Regions from separate parts of the Mus musculus genome. Here region 2 is linked to region 1. A link is a contact called in public Hi-C data. All regions are on one chromosome and are shown on one strand. The core of a region is the stretch at or near the end of the contact, and the rest is flanking DNA. Distances in the headings are between cores, read along the strand shown.

Region 1 (5,791 bases), core at 2,259-4,758:
AGCCAAGTTTGAGTAGTGCGTTGTTCAGCGTCCACGTGTCTGTCATGTTTGACCATTTTATAGAGCCTGTGTTTTATAGAGACTGTGTTCTTCTTTAGTTTTCTTTTGCTTTAGTTATATCATAGGACAGTTTTACATCTAGTATATTGCAGGGTTAGTGGATTTCTCTGTCCTTGACTGGAAGTAATCTATTGTTTTATGATATAAAATAAGGCATGACTCATTTGCCTACTGAGGAGGGTTTTTATAGTTTAAGGATATTATTAGTAAATAGTGGTATTTTCATTTACATCCACAAACTTACATTTCAAATACATCGGTTCTTGGAGTGCAACAACTCAGTGATATGCCAGGTGTATGTATAGGATTCTAAAAATTTGAAAAATGGACATACAGAGAGGCTGCCATCTTGGCTGGTCTACCTTCATTGTCAACGTGACTGGATTTGGAATCCATCACCCAGGAGATGCACCTTGGGACATGTTTGTGAGATGTTTCCATAGAGGTTTAACTGAGGAAGGGAAACCCATGCTGGATGTAGGCAGTACCCTCCCTCCCATGAGCCGGGGTCCTGGCCGAACAACAACTGATTATAAGAGGAGCAGCGGTACCTGAGTGTGTTCCCTTCTTCCCAGCTCTGAAGCCCCAGCTGCACACACTCACTGCCTCGAACTCTACCCTTTCTTCACTGCTATGATGGATTGAGCCCGCTCAAACCATGGCCCAGATACTCTTCCCTTCTCTTACATGGCTTTCTGCTAAGTATTTGGTCACAGTGAAGAGAAGACAACTACTTCACTACCCCTCCTCATCAACACCTAGTATGGCCATACCATCACTGGTGAGGTTCCCAACAAGACCATCTATGGCCTTTATCTGATTTTCCCCGAAGCCTGGAGTTGAGTCTCTGCCAGTGATCTACAGCCCATGTAATGTGTCTGTCAAAGACCTTCCCGTGTTGGTGTTGATATTTTATTACTTTGATTGTTGAACTCAGGGGCCCTTTGTCAGATATTCTCTGTGCAAATGTTTTATCCCAATATGAGATACATTTTGATAATGTCTCATGCTTAACATTTTGAGTATTATTTTGTATATTCTTTAGAAAAATATTCTCATATAAGAAGACCATTTATCACTGCTTATTTTTCCTGTAGCCAGCACTAGTCAGTTATTACTGGCATTTGTAGAAGACTCCACCTAACAGCTGCAGAATAGATTTTTTTCCAAATTGAAATAGTCACAAGTATAGTGACTATTTATTATATAGGTGATGTTTATTCTGTGTTTAAGTAATCCTAAAGAGAGGCAAAATACTAAGGAGCATATGAAGTACGTTTCTGGCATAATGGAATTAACTGAAAATAAAAAATCTACATATTTGGAGAACATATAAATAGGTGTTATTTAAACCGTAGTTTTAAAATAGCCCAGGGACTACAAAAGTAATTTTAAAATATTTGATAAATTAAAAATATTTTAGCTAAATAGAAATTGAGTGTTTAGGGGAAATTTTAGAATGTTAAACACTTAAATTGGAAAGTTAGAAACATCTCAAATCTGTAAGATTGCAAATATTTGTGCATATATGTTAAAAAAAACATACACAAATCAAAATAGTCCCATACTTAATAGTGAACATCAAAATTTAAAAAATTTTTAAAAATGTACTAGCACTTCAAAATATTTGAAGAGCTAAGGCACATGTATAATGTGAAGTACGCAAGATTCCTAAATAAAAACCATCAAATACTGATAAGGAAAAAAATGCCTGACTCTAAAGACACAGTGTTTTAAAGATGGCAGGGTTTTATCGTCTCAAACTCTGTGAAGGGAAGGTGTCCTTAGCCAAATTCCAGCAACTCTCCTCAGACACCAACAAACTGAATCTGAAATTCAGACCAAAAAGTAAAAAACATATGGAATCCACAACAATTCTGAGAGGGACTGTAGAGTGAGGAAAATAATGTCTTGAAACGAGGAATTTAACCAGTAAAATTATAGACCTCACAAGACCAGATTTTAATGCAAAGCTACACGATGATACAGTGTGGTGTTGTCACTGTGACAGGAACCATATGGTGTTGTCATGGAGACAAATACACTGTGATGTTCTCCTGATGATTGATGCAGTGTGGTGTTGCCATAGCAATAGGCAAATCAATAGGAAATGGTAGTATTCCAAACACAGAATCACATCTAGGTACAGAAAAGTGATTTTTACCAAAGGTGCATAGTCATTATAGTAAAGAAAAAGTATTTTCAGACAATGATGCTGGAGCAAGTGCATATTCATATGCCAAAAAAATAAAAAACAAGTCTATACCATGCACCATATGCAACGATTAATCCATATGTTATAGACCTGCCTGTGAAATGAGAAACTTTAAGCCTTCTACTAAAAACGTGAATCACAGCTGTGTAGACAGAATGAGGTATGTTACCAGATTCAGCAGGAAACTTATGATTCATGAAAGATGAAAATAATAAATTTGAGTTTAATAAAGCCAGAGACTTTGCATCACAGAAGATGCAGCTGGGAGAGTGCAAAGCTGAATACCGGACAAGGACAATCTGCAAATCCTGCATCACTGGATAGTGAAGTGGGTTTCTGAAGATTTCTACCCTTTACCTTCTTGCCTCTCTATGAGTGTTGTTACAACTCAATTAAAATAAAACTGTGCCTAGGGCTGTAGCTCAGTGCAAGAGCCCTTGGCTTGTGCACTGGAGATCCCTGCCTGCAACCCTCATTATAGTCAGGAAATAAAAGCAGAGAAGAAGCCATTGACAACACTTTATAGAGCTGTGGAGGTGGCTCAGGCGATATAGTGCTTTCTACATGACCCCGAGAACTGGAATTTAAATGCTCATGCCCAGAACTCATGTAAAGCCTGGTATAGTAGCACACATCCATAATTCTCATGCTCTTAGACCAGATTACGGTGGAGACAGGAGAATTCCTGGAAACTTACAAGGGAGCTGGTTGGCTGGAATTAATGGCAAACAAGAAGAGATACTGTCTCAGATAAGGTGGAAGTCAAAGATGGACTCTGATTTTCAAAAGTGTGCTGTGGAATGCACATGCATACAGTCCACAAACACAGAACTATGGTGAATTGCCATTCCATTATCACATGTGAAAGAATCCTGATCCCATAGGTGATACACACATTTTCCCACTGGAGAATGTTGGCACAATGACAGGATAGATTGATTCTCAGGGGCTCAGCCAAATGCTAAGAGCCTGTGTGCTTGCTGGAGCAGTGTGTGCTGTCTGCAAAAAAAAAAAAAAAAAAATTTTAACACCCAGAAATTCGTATACCTAAAGATGGATTGCAGAGGATAATGAGCATATCTAACGAACCGGCAATGACAAAACTCACATTTTAATCCAGAATCAGGAATCAGGAACTGGGACTCTGCAGCAAATTATGCAAGAGTGACCAGAGGGACTGCTAGGCTGGCCACTTGGTGGCGCCAGAGGGCCTCATACGAAACCCCACAGATCCGTTTTAGGTGAGGTCACTAATCACCTCGGAGCCAACCCCTCCACCCAGCGTGGGTGAGGAACTTCTGTATTCGGTATGGTTGTCGCACGAGATGAAGCAGGTTCATAACTCAGCTGTGACTCACTAGGAGAAATGAAGAAACGGGGACACTGGCCGATCCTCACCCTAACCTCAGAGTTCCCTTCTGGGCTTCTGCGTAATGAATTCTGACTGTCCTGGCCATTGTTCCACATTTCCCAGAATTGATTAGAACCTTTACTGGTCCACGACTTGAATGGCTAAGAAGGAAAATATGCAAACAAACATAATCACGCGGGTTTCAATGGGTGGGGACAAGCAGATGGCCCCAGCTCTGCTGGAGAGCTCTAGAAAATTTGGCTCCTACCCAGATACCCATTCAGTTCCTTGTTATGAAGACAGCCTGAGCTCCCTCGTGCCCGGCTCAGCCAGCATTTACTGTGCTTGGCAATGATCAAGGTGTGTGTCATCCTCAGAGTCTGCTTTCTGTGGCTGTACACTTCACTATCATGCAAGATCTTTATTTTCCCAATATCCAACCTTTCCTGACTCTGGAAGATCTACAGTCTTTAAAAGTTCTTGAGTGACAACTGGTCCTGGAGCTAGTAGGTACAAGCTGCCCCTTCTCTATTTCCGTTTTTCAGTATGCTTGTTATTGATATATAGAAAGGTTACTGTATTTGTGTTTGCATTAATTTTTGTCTTGCCACGTTGATGCACGTGTTTATAAGCTTTAAGGCAATTTTCTGTTTCATCTTTAGAATCGTGTGTGTGTGTGTGTGTGTGTGTGTGCGTGTGTGTGTGTGTGTGTGTGTGTGTGTGTGTTTGGTTTTGACATTAGGGAATCATGATCTCCTCCAAAGAGTTTGGCAGCATTCTTTCCCTTTCTATTTTGTTGGTATTTGTCATTCTTCAAAGATCTGCTAGAATTCGCTGATGAATACACTGGGTTCTTTTTAGTTGGGAGACATATTTATTATTATTATTATTATTATTATTATTATTATTATTAATTTCTGCTGCTGCTTCAATCATGTTGGTCTGTTTGGATCATTTATTTCTTTGTACTTTAACTTTCATAGGTCATATGAATCTAGAAAACTGTCTGTTCATTTCAGATTTTCCATGGCATGCCCTATATTTCTCTTTTCATCTCTAATTTTCTTGGTTTGGATCCTATCTTTTTCATTTGGTTAATAGCTAAGGGTTTGCCAGTCCTTTCCTCTCAGGACTTCTTTTATTGACACATAATTTTTGGAATGCTGAGTTTTCACTTTCATTCTATTCTAGGAACCTTTCTGCTTCCTCCTTGATTTCTTCGTGGCCTGGCTGTCATCCACAGTGGTTAGCTTCCATGTATTTGTGTGCTTCCAGTAGTCTCCCTTGCTGTGGCTACCCAGCCTTTTTATTTTGCTGTGATCAGATAGAATGCAGAAAGTGCTTTCAAATTTTATGTCCTAGCACGTAATCCATTTCTCAGAAAGCACCACAGGGATGTCTGTATGTTTTATAATGCCATTTAACTCTTTTTGTTTTGTCCAGATGACTTATTGAGAGTAGGGAGTTGAGGTCACTCACAATTACTTTATTGGGGTTAATCTGTGACTATACACTTAGCATTTGTTCTGACAAGCTGGAAGCTTTTCCACTGGGTGTGTATGTGTCTTAAACTATAAAATCTTGTGATGGATTTCCCATTAGTAAGTATGAAATGAACGTCCTTATCTCCCTCACTAGATTAGATCTGAAGTCTATTTCAACAGATGTTAACACAGAGACCCTGGCTTGTTTCCTAGTCTTGTCTATTGGCGGTAGAGCTCTCTATTCTTTACCCAAGTCTGTGTCTTTGCTAGTGAGGTGTGTTTCTCATGGGCAGCATAAAGATGGATCCTGATTTTTAATCCAAGCTTGTGATTTCTTTTAAGAGGGAAATGGAGACTATTAATATTCAAAGTTGTTATTAAGAGATGTGCATTAATTTCTGTCGTGCTGTTGCTTTGTGGTGGTTTTCTCTAGACTCCTTTAGCAGATTTATCCTGGCGTTAACTTTCTTCTGTGGCCTCTTGGGCATATTCATCCTTTTCAGTGTAAAGTGTCCTTTGTAAAGCTGGCTTAGTTGTTATAAATCCCTTTTGCTTGTTTTTATTATGGAAGGCTTTTCTTTTCAATTACGATAGATAGTGTTGCTGGGTATAAGTCTGATTCTCAGAAACACTCGCCAGTTTTATGGGGCAATGATGTTGTAACTTTAAAAGGATAAAAAG
Region 2 (5,791 bases), core at 1,641-4,140, 130 kb after region 1:
GGAAGGTAGACAGAGAAAGCACATTGTCCATCCAATGGAAAAGTTATCTATGCAATGGGTAACAGGCTATCCATCCATTTGATGAAAAAAAATCTATCTGGCCATCCAATGGAAAGGCAGACTGGTTGTTTAATGGAAAAGATTAGCCGACCCACTGGGATGAAGCCTACCACTGACAATGTGCAACTGCCCTTACCTCATGTAGCCTGTCTTAGGCCTGTGAATCAGGTGCCACCTGTAGGCAGTGTAGTCTTTCCAGCCAATGTTTTTGGGGTCATGCCATAGAGTCCGGACCTGTGGAATAGGAGCATTGTTGAAAGGTGAGCTATGTGCCTCCCTTCCATTCTTCTCGCCCTGGACTGTGCAAAGTAATACTCCACTTGCTGTACTACCTCCCTAGTACATACATTTTATTTTGTATGTTCTACTTTCAAATGCTGTATCATCTACCCTACTATCCACTCTACTATGGGAGACTACAGTGTGCACCTAAGTCCAGTGTTGGGTGTGTTAACACTAAGAGCATGAACACTTGACCCAGATAGTCATGGATCTGAATTCATACCTTCTGCTTCTTGGGTGTGGAGCTATGAACAAAACTGACACTGTAAGTCCTGTCTCTGCAAAAGACTGGACATGTGTTCAGTCTTTCCAACCAGAAGCACTGGGCATTTCGTGCTCAATAAAGTAGGTATTCCACACCAACTATTAAAATGATTGCTATTTGATTAAAATTAAGGGCAGAAGGGTATCTCTTTGGAACAGGTTAGGAGTGCAGGGTCTGTCTGGAAATGGCCATCAACTGCCCCGTCCCTCACCTGGCCTTCTGTGTTTCCCGTGTGCCACAGGGCATTCCTCAGGTGCTCGCCAGTACCAGTCGTGGAGTTTACCACTTTGAGTGACACACCAGAGTAGCCGTAAGCCCGACTGGGCTTGTCTTCCCAGTAGGTCTGGGTCACCTGCTTCCACATCACCACATAGAAGCGGCTGCTTGACTGATAGCCAAAGACAAAGCCAGCGTAGTCATCATCCCGGTCAGTGTTGACATAGAAAGTGCCACTGAAGTCCACAGACCCAAACTCGTCGAAACCTGAGTGCAGAGAAAACATGGATGGTCTGGTGGCCCAGAGAAAAGCACATTGGGAACTTCAGAAGTCCATCTCACAGAAACGTGGATCTGAAGAGCTTAGATTAGCTTAGATAACCTCTGCTCTTCGCTGAGAGAGCAGCAAAAGGACTTGTGACCCAGCTGACAGTTTTGTGACAGAAGCTCCAGTGTCTCATGTATTGTTTCAGAGAGTCCATAACATGAGCTGGCTTACTGAACACCAAATTCCATAGGTCAGAGAGTTGCAAACCTGTGCTTTCCCAGAGCCCTTAACCAGATTATGAAGGGAGACTATTCCACATACCAAGGAAGGGTAAGGCTACCAGAAAAATTATCCTAAATCCTGACCACATGGTCTCTCTGAACTACCCACAGGATCTCAGGCTCACCTACAGCGATGCCAGGGTCTGAGTTTGCTGTCTGCACCAGCTCTTTGCCTTGGTGACGAATTACCCAGTTGGGATCAATTTGTGTGGTCCCCTTGGGATCCAGAGGGACCATCTGGAAGTTTCTGAAGTCTGTCTCAGTGATGGCATTGTTCTCAGGGCACACATCATCAATATCTGGGACATTATCATTGTCAAAGTCATCTTTACAAATGTCACCTCGGCCGTCACCTATGGATAAGGAAGAAATGAACCCAAGGGGGACAAGTTAGGTGGTTTGCATTTCCCTTCATGTGTATAAACAGAGACCTCTGAGTCTGTAAGATTTGAGGCTATGCACCTTGTAATTAATTGTGGTTTGAGGGTCAACTGCTTCCAAAACACTGAGCTTGTAAAGCTATAAGGCATCCCAGGGATGCTTTTAAAAAACATCCTCACTGCAAACACTACAGCCAAGGATAGTGCGATAAGCCCAAGCTCTGTTCCCTACATTCAAAGTTGAAAACAGAGAGTTGGCTGCTGCTAATGTCTCTCTAAGCTCACTTCTCACTGTCATTCTCAGTAACTGGAGCCATTTTAATTTATTTGGCACTTAAAGTAGAACCTTTCCAGCACACATGACTTCCCCTAGGGAGATCAGACCCAATGAGGTTGGTCTGCAAAGGGGGCTAGGTCATGCCTTATCTTACAGCTGACCTGTCCTCGGCCACAGTGAGATGCCCCAAGGCAGAGGCGATGGAGTTAACCAGGCACTCTGCTATGACCTCTTATTTCAAAAGGAAGAAAAGAAACCATATTTGGTATCTAGATTGATATCTTGATTTCCCCATTCTTCAAACCAATTTTCAGTTCTGGTATTCAATACTGTAGCCTCCCCACTGTGGGAAACATAATTAGATGTACAGGCATTTTCTTTTATTGAGACAGGACCTCAGCACAGGCTCATCTCAAACTGGCAATATGGAGCCAAGGATGATTTTTTAATGGTCCTCTTGCTTCTCCCTCCCGAGTATAGGCACGCATCGCTATGCCTTGTCTATGTAGTGCTGAGTTTTCACACTAGGCAAGTGCTTTACCAATTAATCTATTCCCCAGCCTCAGCAACAGCATCTTAAAAGTAATAAAAATACCCCTCGCCTCTTCTTCCCAGTCCCCTTCCTAGGTGAGCCAAAGGCCACCTCCCACTGTCTGCACCAGTGTCTGCATCAAGCTGGGGGCTCTCTGCTGAAAGCATTCTTTCCTGTGCTGGGAGAATGCTGCAGCTGCCCTTGGTCCCTGGCCAGTCTTTTCACGTGCTTCTGAGTCACATTGGCTCAACACCCCAGGACTCCTGGCCTCCATTTGTTCAGGATAAGTGTGTTCCAAAGGGAGCTTGGATCATCCTGCCCATTGGGAGGGAGTTAGAGACCAGCCTATCAGCAAGCGCAGCTGTGCACTTTGTTATTCAGGACTGCGGTCTTCCTGGAGTGTGACATCCTCCAGCCCCTGCACAGCTACAGACCACTGATGTGCAAGACCTTCCATGTCGCACCTTCCCTATTTATGAATCCTCTCCCCATCATGTCACTGGCTGCATTCAGTGAACCTTATCTCTTTCAAAGTGTTTGCCAAAGGTTTTCAAAAGTACCCAGAAGCTGAAAGGTTTCCTCTTCCTGGCACTCACAAACAAACCTCACCTCTCTCATTGGTAGAATATTAAACACACATGAAGAAGCTGAAGCTTCCAGCAGGCTAGACAGACAACCAGCCAACCCTGTGCCCAACACCCTTAGATAGCCATCCTGCTTATTTTTGAACTTCCAAACCGGAGTTCTGCCTCTGTGGGACTGCTCGTGCGGTTTGCAAGGCACATGTGAACTGAAGAAGGCACCCACCGTCCGAGTCTTCCTGGTCTGGGTTGAACACAAGCCGACAGTTGTCCCTGTCATCTGGAACACCATCATTGTCATCATCAGAGTCGCAGGCATCGCCCTTGCCGTCGTTGTCATGGTCAGCCTGGTTGGAGTTGGAGATGTATGGGCAGTTGTCTTGGTTGTTCTGGTGGCCGTCATCATCTATGTCCTCATTGTTGTCACACTGGTCTCCAACGAGATCATTGTCCTGATCGATCTGGGGGACAGAGCAGCAAGTGAGCACCATGAATACTCCCTGAGGAAGCACAGGAAGACTCGGGGACTAGACTAGAGACACACCCGCTCTTGGTACAGGCCAGCACTGGGGGATAAGGTACAAAAATGGGGTATGATGGCTCACTTGCTGTCCTCACAGAAGAGAGCTTGGATTGGAGGCTTCTGGGTGCAGGCTTTCCCAGCCAGTGCCCCATCTCATAGGGGACTTCTTATTGCTAACTACCACTCAGGTATCATAGGAACCACTTTCTCTACCATTACTGTATACTCTGCAGACCATAGTCCTAGTCACACTCTTCAGGTCCCTTTCAAAGGCAAGCCTGGAAATGTAGCTAGTTCTGGGTTTGCCTCTGGATAACCATGGAGACTAATTTTCCCCCAGACAGTGTGGGAAAGTCACTTCCTCCCTTGGCCTGGGGCCACCTAGATATAAAGTGCTTAGATTTGGTCTCTGTAAGATGTTTCAACTGAGCTTATAGCAAGCTATGTTGTCATGCTTGGCAGGGCAGAAGAGAACCACACCGGAGCACCTTTATCAAGCTGTTTAAGGATGAGGAACACCCTGCTCTGGATATGGGTCACCCTCAAGGCTCATCTCCAGGCAACAGCTGGGGATCACAGAGCCCTGTTTGGACACATCTCATCACCTGATCTGGGTTGTGCATCAGAGGACAATTGTCACAGTGGTCACCCACGCCATCACCATCCGTATCTCTCTGGTCAGTGTTGTAGACATATGGACAATTGTCTCGCTCATTGAAAACATCTGTTGGTGAAAGAAACAAAGTAGGCACAGGCTGAGTTTAGAGAAGTTGCATCATTTTCCCAGCATACTGGATAACATACAGGCCTTCACTAGAAAAATGGCAAAAATTTAAAGATTATTAGATTCATTGAAGAGAATATGAAATATTTTCCATTAAACATCAAATTCCCAGTGAGACCCTGCCTCAAAAAAAAAAAATCCAATTCCCTTAACCTAAAATATAATGAGTGTTTGGGATTCTCTGGGCAATGCTGCCCAGTCAGAAGAGGGTGAGTGTGGTGTGTCCTCTGCGCTTGCTGTTTTGGCTGTTCCCACTGAGATCTCAGAAAGTGAGTTAAGTCTGTAGGCACACAAGAGCCTCTGGGTGATGATTCCTCATTGTTCACAGACAGTGGGAGAGAAGTGATGGTGCAGATGGATCGGCAAGGGTCTTAGAAATCTGAAAATAGGGAACGAGGTCCAACAGTACGGAAGGAATAATAATAATAATAATAATAATAATAATAATAATAATAATAATAGGATAAAGTGGCAAACTGAAGGAAGATAAAGCCAAAGGAAGAAGAGACCATTTTGGGGAACAGAAAGGACCCTTAAAATGACAGGGTATAAGAAGCTGACACCCCAGCTGGCAGAACAGAGGCACCAGCCCACTTTAGGACAGACATGAGGTGCCTGCTAACTGCATCAACCTTCAAGAAGGCAGAGTGATCGAGGCTGTCCTGAGGCTAAGGTTGGATGCAGAAGCTGACTGGAAAGTTCTACAAGAGCATATACTTTGAGATGGGTCTAAATAGCAGGGTAGAGTCAGAGGGGATGAAGGAACTCCAGGCTGTGCATCGTTGAGGAGGGGGTGAGGCTCATGGGGTACACAGAGGAGTCAAGCAGAGCAGTGATCTGAGTGTCTCCTAGTCTACAGTGACACTCTGAGAGAGCGGAGCCTGAGTTCCAAGTGGTCAGTCTCTGGGCTCTTGCATAGAAGACGCCAGGTCTCAGGGTAAAATGTCAGCCTGCAGTAATATGTCAGAGCTCACGGGGCACACCTGTGTCGCTCTACCTGTCTTGGTTCCCAGGTCCCGTGGTTAGGCCTTATCAATAAACAATAAGAAACCTGAGTAGAAGTAAGACAAACAACCTCCTCATACCCTTCTCGGAGCAGTTGGATGCAGCTCTGGGATGATTTAGAGAGTATTCACTGCAGAAGATGCAGTGAAAGAGTCAGATGAAGCAGCTGTGGGTCTGACAGCAAGGAAAGAAAGTGCAGAAAGCTGTGATTTTCTAAGATGGACCTCAGGCTTGTGGGAAAAGGCAAGTTATTTAGGGAATCATTTTCGTAAGCATATAGATAAATTGAGCTCTTCTAAGATGTTTGAAATTGCAGTTGCTCCAGGCACACATGGAG

Evidence for each region. Hi-C and Micro-C count contacts between places; a contact is called where the count stands out from the background.
Region 2: a contact with region 1 is called in a Hi-C map of myocytes, with 4 times the contacts expected there. The contact joins two enhancer-like sites. A contact is called at or near these places in 2 of 15 datasets of contacts at CTCF or cohesin (both in the NIH/3T3 cell line), 14 of 484 Hi-C or Micro-C datasets (the C2C12 cell line, MC3T3-E1-derived osteoblasts, brown adipocytes and 7 more), 6 of 115 datasets of contacts at active chromatin or transcription factors (the NIH/3T3 cell line, embryonic fibroblasts, embryonic stem cells and 3 more) and 2 of 9 other capture datasets (adipose tissue and embryonic stem cells).

Annotation. Positions count from the first base shown.
Region 1 is chr17:14,542,448-14,548,238 of GRCm38.p6, forward strand. No RefSeq gene overlaps it. Among named protein-coding and RNA genes, the nearest start is that of Gm34916, 23 kb to the left of the region's middle. Within about 2 kb of position 3,509, at least 99 of the 459 cell types and tissues checked have an H3K27ac peak or open chromatin away from gene starts, as enhancers often do. A contact at or near this core is called in the C2C12 cell line, fibro-adipogenic progenitors, muscle stem cells and 2 more, where this site is marked.
Region 2 is chr17:14,669,776-14,675,566 of GRCm38.p6, forward strand. Thbs2 (thrombospondin 2) reads right to left here. Exons shown (of 22, transcript NM_011581.3): 16 at 4,271-4,389; 17 at 3,369-3,603; 18 at 1,498-1,725; 19 at 819-1,090; 20 at 197-294. Among named protein-coding and RNA genes, the nearest start is that of Thbs2, 22 kb to the right of the region's middle. Within about 2 kb of position 2,891, at least 56 of the 459 cell types and tissues checked have an H3K27ac peak or open chromatin away from gene starts, as enhancers often do. A contact at or near this core is called in the C2C12 cell line, fibro-adipogenic progenitors, muscle stem cells and 2 more, where this site is marked.